Linked DNA regions of Mus musculus: region 1 is linked to region 2. A link is a contact called in public promoter capture Hi-C data. All regions are on one chromosome and are shown on one strand. Each heading gives the region's core, a stretch centred on a gene start, on an enhancer-like site or on the middle of the called end of the contact. The rest is flanking DNA. Distances are from core to core; before and after follow the strand shown. Region 1 holds the start of Rtp1 (receptor transporter protein 1). Region 2 holds the start of BC106179 (cDNA sequence BC106179).

The links. Promoter capture Hi-C pulls out the DNA fragments that hold promoters and counts their contacts.
Region 1: a contact with region 2 is called in a promoter capture Hi-C map of liver, with 5 times the contacts expected there. The contact joins the promoter of Rtp1 here to the promoter of BC106179 in region 2. A contact is called at or near these places in 12 of 39 promoter capture datasets (the 3T3-L1 cell line, 3T3-L1-derived adipocytes, the C10 cell line and 5 more), 2 of 15 datasets of contacts at CTCF or cohesin (large pre-B cells and pro-B cells), 3 of 484 Hi-C or Micro-C datasets (liver, olfactory sensory neurons and uterus), 9 of 115 datasets of contacts at active chromatin or transcription factors (bone marrow-derived macrophages, craniofacial prominence, embryonic forebrain and 4 more) and 1 of 9 other capture datasets (adipose tissue).

The regions. Positions count from the first base shown.
Region 1 is chr16:23,427,848-23,430,673 of GRCm38.p6, reverse strand. It overlaps Rtp1 (receptor transporter protein 1), which reads right to left and starts at 1,541. Exons shown (of 2, transcript NM_001004151.2): 1 at 1,224-1,541. The coding sequence starts at 1,495.
Region 2 is chr16:23,224,206-23,227,357 of GRCm38.p6, reverse strand. BC106179 (cDNA sequence BC106179) reads left to right here and starts at 1,874. Exons shown (of 3, transcript NR_152126.1): 1 at 1,874-1,890; 2 at 2,914-3,152. St6gal1 (beta galactoside alpha 2,6 sialyltransferase 1) reads right to left here and starts at 2,618. Exons shown (of 8, transcript NM_145933.4): 1 at 2,129-2,618.

The DNA of each region.
Region 1 (2,826 bases), core at 292-2,791, 200 kb before region 2:
AGTGGAGGCACTGTGAGAACAACATGACCCACCTTCCCCCAGGGGCCAGAATCTCCCACTGACTAAGGCCAGCAGGGATTCACAAGTCAGTGACCAAGTCCAAGTTAGCCACAAATCCTTCCCACCCTACCCTACAAGAACCTCTGGGAAGCAGCACCCTCCTACCATCTGATCCAGGCGCCCCATGTTTTCATTTTAGCCATTGGGTTTATTCACATATTTAGCAGCTATTTCCCTCACTCAGGCCATGTCAGAACTGTAGGGGCCACAGAAATCACCTATCGTTCATTTTGGTTCAAGACACAGCATAAGAGCCCTTGGTGTACACACATTTATTTACTGAGAGTCAGAATCAGCGTCCAGCAATGCTGGCAGGAGACGACTTGAGAATGAGCCAAGCTAAGCAGGGAGGCCTTCGCTTTTAACCCAGACACCTGTACTACCTTTCTGCCCTCACTCAGGCCCCCAAAGTAAAGACTTAAAATAAACCCATCGACCGGACCCACGGACTAGAATGTAGCTATTCTCGGGTATCTTTGTACCTACAAATCACGTGGGAGCCTTCTAAAATTTGGGTACTTAGCTGAATCTGGAAAGGGTCCAATACTCAGCAGCCATAACAAATTCTAGATAATTGTCACCATCATTCATGCCTGGAGCAGAAGGTGAAGCTCTAGGATAGCCCTTCATTCAGCAAGTGGAGAAAGCATAACCCAGAGAGGGGGGTGGATTGCTCAAGTGTCATGGAGACACCGCAGAGTTAGTTTCTAACATGACTCGTGTGTTCACTGTTTTAAACCAAATGGGGCTGAATTAACCAGAATTAACCAGTAAACATCCCCAATACAAGAGCACAGATTCCCTTGAGCCCTGGTGAACCTAAGCCCCTCTTCTCTCAGTTCACAGCTACTCTTAAAGACATCATTGAAATCTAAAAATGTGTAAGCTGTCAAGAGTCAGAAACTCATAAGTATGATCCACCTCTTTATTTGCCAAGTGGAGAAGCCACAAGAAGAGAAGTTCTCCTGCAATCAGCAGAAAGCCTAGACTCACACTGAGGGTCCCCACCTCCTTTGAGGGACTACCTGTCTTCTAGTTTACCTTGGCCTAACAGTGAGACCCAGCAAGCATGGGTTCTGTTTGTCCTCTCTCCGTAGAAGATGCCCCAGGCTAAGTAAGGTTCCAGAGGCTACCTTCGGGCTCCTTATTGCTGGGCTACTCACCTGCCTGAGGCATGAAGTTCCAGGTACTGCTTCCAGCCAGGGGCCAACACATTGTGCTTGAGGTTGGGGTCTATGATGAAGTCCCAGCTGTCCGCTGGCTTCACCTCCTCCATCTTCTCGTAGAAGACCTTCTTCCACTCACCTGTGGTCACACTCTTACACATGTCTTCGTCAGTGGGAAGAGGAGGCAAACTACACTTTATAGAGAACGTGGGGAAAGAGGGTAAGTGTAAGGCAGGGCAGCGCAGTCTCCACGGTCTAAAAATCCTCATCGGCAGGATCAGGAGGAAGCAGGACCCAGCTCCCTCCTTTGTCCGCAGTGGAACCTATCTCCAAGGCAACCAGGCAGAGTGCCAGGAGACACAACCTGGGGAGGAGAGTCTCTGGAAGGGTATTCCAGAGCCCTGATTGCAGTCTACAGAAGCAAGGTTTAGGAGGCTAAATGATCCAAGATAGTTTGGGGGCCTGACAAAAGGCTAGACTTCAGACCATTTCACCTTGGCCTGCAACAGCATGGCAAAGTAAGGACTTAAGAGCTGGCTCAATTTTACCTTGCTGTACCCTGGAGGCATCATCAGCACCTGGCTGCTATGGTAACCACTATGCCTTAGGGAGCCAAGGAGAAATAAGGGATGGGAAGATGTACACTTGTTAGTAGGTAGAACCATAATGTAGTCTCCGTCTGCCTATCTTGTACCTGAAACCCCCCCCCCAATTGATACACATCATCTGAGATCTCATAAATCATATTCACCCTACCAATATGGAACCTCAGACTTACCTTACCCTATAAACAGCAGAGTTGATGATGAGCCATTCTAACCCATTCATTTCTTCTATTTCAAGGATATTGATGTGTCAAGCCCTACACAAAGTGCTTGTAACTGGATGTATATCAGGTCACAATAACGTATTGAGTTCCACATTGTGAGAACCACTTAAAAGAGCAGCCACCTGTGCACAAAGGTAGTAGCTGTTGCATCAGCCAGGCAGTGAGACAGGACTCCTTCCAAGTCCGTTACAGAAGAGCAGCAGAAAAACATCTGAGGCAACACTGCCTGCATATATGAACCTGTAGACTGTTTACATCTTTAACAATAAAATAACTCTTCTTATTCACTTTGATTCAGAGCATTGGAAATATTCGACAATAAATAAAACAGAGCAGGAGCCTAAGAAGGCAAACTCGCTAACCAAATTGGGAAGGCATTCAGACCAATCAGGGAGACTACAAAATGGGGCCAAAAAAGGAGCGAAGTTTAAACAAGGGATGCTGGCTCAAGGGAGGCAAGGAATAAAAAGTTCCCAGAGAACTTGCTATGAAGGGGACATGAGAAATGGTAAAAGTGATTGTGCAGGGAGTAGGGGTAGAAGGTAGGTCTATCTACTAGGATAAGCAAGGACTGGATCAGGCTCTGGGGAAAGGGTTAAAGATGGCCCTGTGGGGCTGACCTTGCACAGGGAGAGTCAGGACAGAGGCTAAGTGTGCAGATGGCTTGGGAGGTAGAGACAGGCTCCACCCTGCATGGAAGGAGGTCACCAGATGGAACTGGGCTCAGGGCCTGTCCTGGCTGAGGCTACATGTGTCACTGTGTCCTGAGGC
Region 2 (3,152 bases), core at 625-3,124:
GCCAATGTATTTTAAACTTTCCTGAATTCACAACTTTCTCCGCCCAGTAAAACTAAACACTCCAAGAAGCTGCTTCCACATTGCAACATAGAATTTGAGATCATCTAAATCTGTGTTCCCAGGCCAGGGTCACCCGAAGTGGCTCCAGAATAAATTCTCTCCTATTCCTGTAAATTGAGAGCTGTGATTTTTTTTTTTTTTAACGTTGCCATTACAAAGCTAAACAGCCTGGAAATGAAGGGGAAAGTAAACACGACTAGGAGGAAGGAAACACACCTAGGCGGAGCGAAGATGGAGAGAAAAGCCTCCAAGCACAAACTAGCTAGCTTTAGAGAAACTAATCTCACTGTCCTCTGCCTGCTTCTCTGCTAAACACAAAAGGCACAGTCACTTCCACGGGAATCATACATAATAGATAAATTAATTAAATAAAATCAATGAAAAGAATGCTTCGTTCTGTACTGAGGGGCTCAGAAGCAGCTGACTACAAGAGACACTCTCCTCCCAGCGGGGCTGATGTCAACAGCCCCAGCTTCTGCCCGAACAAAGGCTTCTTAGCGCCCGCAAAACATCTAAGCCTCTCCAGTTGGCCCTAGTTCAATTTGAGAACAAGAGGGCAGCCAGGAGAGCAGAGCAAAGTTATGAAGCGGGACAGGCTGAGAAGTGGGGGAAATGCTAAGTCCCTCTTCTCCACTAAAACAGAGAACTCTAGAAAGGTATAATGGAAGGGCGCAGTTTCCAATTTGAATTATTTTCTTTGTTTCACTCCGCCCTGCCTGAGGCTACTGCCTTTTAAGCCGACCGCAGAATCCTCTGGATGAAGGCCGAGCAGTTGGAAGACCCAAGGGGCTGAACTCTCAGACCTCAGCTTCCTGCCTGTAAAATTAAAAAGGTTCCCTAGCTGTCGCCTGGATTTTTTCAATAACAAAGGTACACGGTTGAAGGCTGTCCAGTTGTCTTCAGAGACAGGTTAGTCTCCACAGGGACTACTCGAGGTGCAGCATCAGATTGGTAAAATGCTGTCACTCCTGCACAGGTCGCCTAGGATCCGTTCACCGCCCCCTTCCTGTCCTCAACTTTTCCTCAGAGCTGACAAGCCCAGACCTCAATACGCTAAAAATCCGGCTGCGTGAGCAGAGTGAAAGTTAAGGGGAAAGCACAGCAAACAGTGGACCTACCTCTGCGAGCCTCCGATACGTCCCCGTCTAGACGAGGGGCCCCCGTTGGCCTTGTGTGGCCAGGGCCAGTGACACCTGAAATGTCTAGCCACAGGGAGCTCCCAGGCGAAGAGCAAGCAAAACCCAAGACCTCACTGGTGGATTTTGTTAAAATGAACTATTCTTTCAGCAAGCTAGGGAGGCGCTCGAGATTCCCCAACAGGGGCAGTCGCCAGTGCACGGGGACAATGGTGTGTCGGGCAGGGTCTATTTTAGAAGGGTACCCTACAGATCCTTAGTTCAGCCCACGACTCTTAAGAAAATCTCGAAGAAGAGATGAGGGCTTGTAGGTTTCACCTCCAAACCCGTGCCAATGGGTGAAGCATACGTGTGGGTGGGGTGGGGGCTTTTTGTCGGCTCTTTCTTGTTTGTATTTTCTTTTTCCTTTAAAAATCAACAGGTTTAGTCCGTCCCTTCACAGAGCACCGCTGCGAAAGGTCCCCACCTCTCCAGCAGTAGTAGGTGGCCTCCAAGCGCCGCACCCGTTGGTTTGGCTGGAACAATAACCTGACCAAAAGAGGTTCAGCCGGGGCACACGTGCGTTTGTTGTGGTGCCTGCGCTCCCCCTCTCCTTCCACCGGGCTTGTTTTCCTGCTCTGTTACCAAAGTGGGCAAGATCTAAAGAGACCCTCACTCCGCGAGTCAACGCCTTACACAATACAGACGCTGCAGTGTAGGTTCCTGCGTCCCCGCACACGTGGGTTTGTTATGGGTGCGCAGGCTGGCGTGCCGGGGGGTGGGGGTGGGGGTGGGGGATTAGGGAGGGGAGGCCAAGGCGGTCCCTCCCCTGGACCCGCGACAGACATCCCCAGCCCGGGGCGGCGGCTCCTACTCCCGCAGCTAGGGCTGCCTCTCAGCGCACCCCTGCACTCCTTCTTCAGACCCGTGCCGCCCGCCTCGCCCCTACTCACTTGCAGCTCTCTCAATCGGGAAGGCGGCTGCGGTCGCTGAGCCCACCGAGCGCTCGCACGGCGCGCAGTCCGATTCCCTTTGTTAGGGTCGGGCAGTGCCAGGGCGGCTCCCCAACCCAGGCTGGCGCTCAACTCCACTCCCCCAGGTGCCTCTGGATCTTGCCGGGCCGAGGGAGAAGAGCCCGGGACTCAAGCTCCGAGTGAGTCCCCTTGAGAACGGATCTTCTGGGAAGCAGAGAGGGAGCACAGATGAGGGTACAGAGGACCGGGAAGGAGGGAAGAAAAGCACGGCAGACCGGCGGGAGGACGCTTGGTCTCCGTTATGCAAATAGAGTCGTTAAAACTAGAAAAGTGCTCTATCACACCGGTCCCAAACCATCCTGGCCCTCTGGAGGTCGCTAGCGAGCAGGCTCAAGGTTAAAGGTGCCTGCTTAGGGCTCCCCGTAATGCAGGGAATCTTGCAGTCTGTCCACAAAGAGCAAGCCTTTGGGGCGGAGCAATGCGGCAGGCAAGGAAGCCCAAATGCTGCCTCCACCCCCACCCCCTGCGTGTCCCGATGGATTGGATTCAGTGTTATCTGGCGAAAACGTTCTTACCAGAGTGCTTGTCCTGGCTCTGCACAGGGTGATCCTGATCAAACAAGTCATTTAACCCCTGTGAAAACTCAAATTTTTATGTAGGACACATACATCTTAGACTGTAGTATTTAGAGTTTAACAAAAATCCCCCAACATTAAGTGTATCCTGTACACAGCCTTGTCAAACTTTTTTTTTTTTTTTTTTAGATGTTCTGGAGTCCTGCGACCTGGAACTCTCACAGTAGGTACGCAGGCAGGCAGGACCCGGTTACAAAGGTAAAGACAGCCGGGCACCTTCCTTCCACTGGGCTTAGGATACGGCTGCTGGAGAAGTCAGGAGGAAACATCTTGTTGAAGAAGCAGTCTGGCAGTCTGACCATCTCTGATTACCCACAGACCACTTCCGAAAGACTGAAAACTTTCCTCTGTAAGAGAACTGGAAGCCA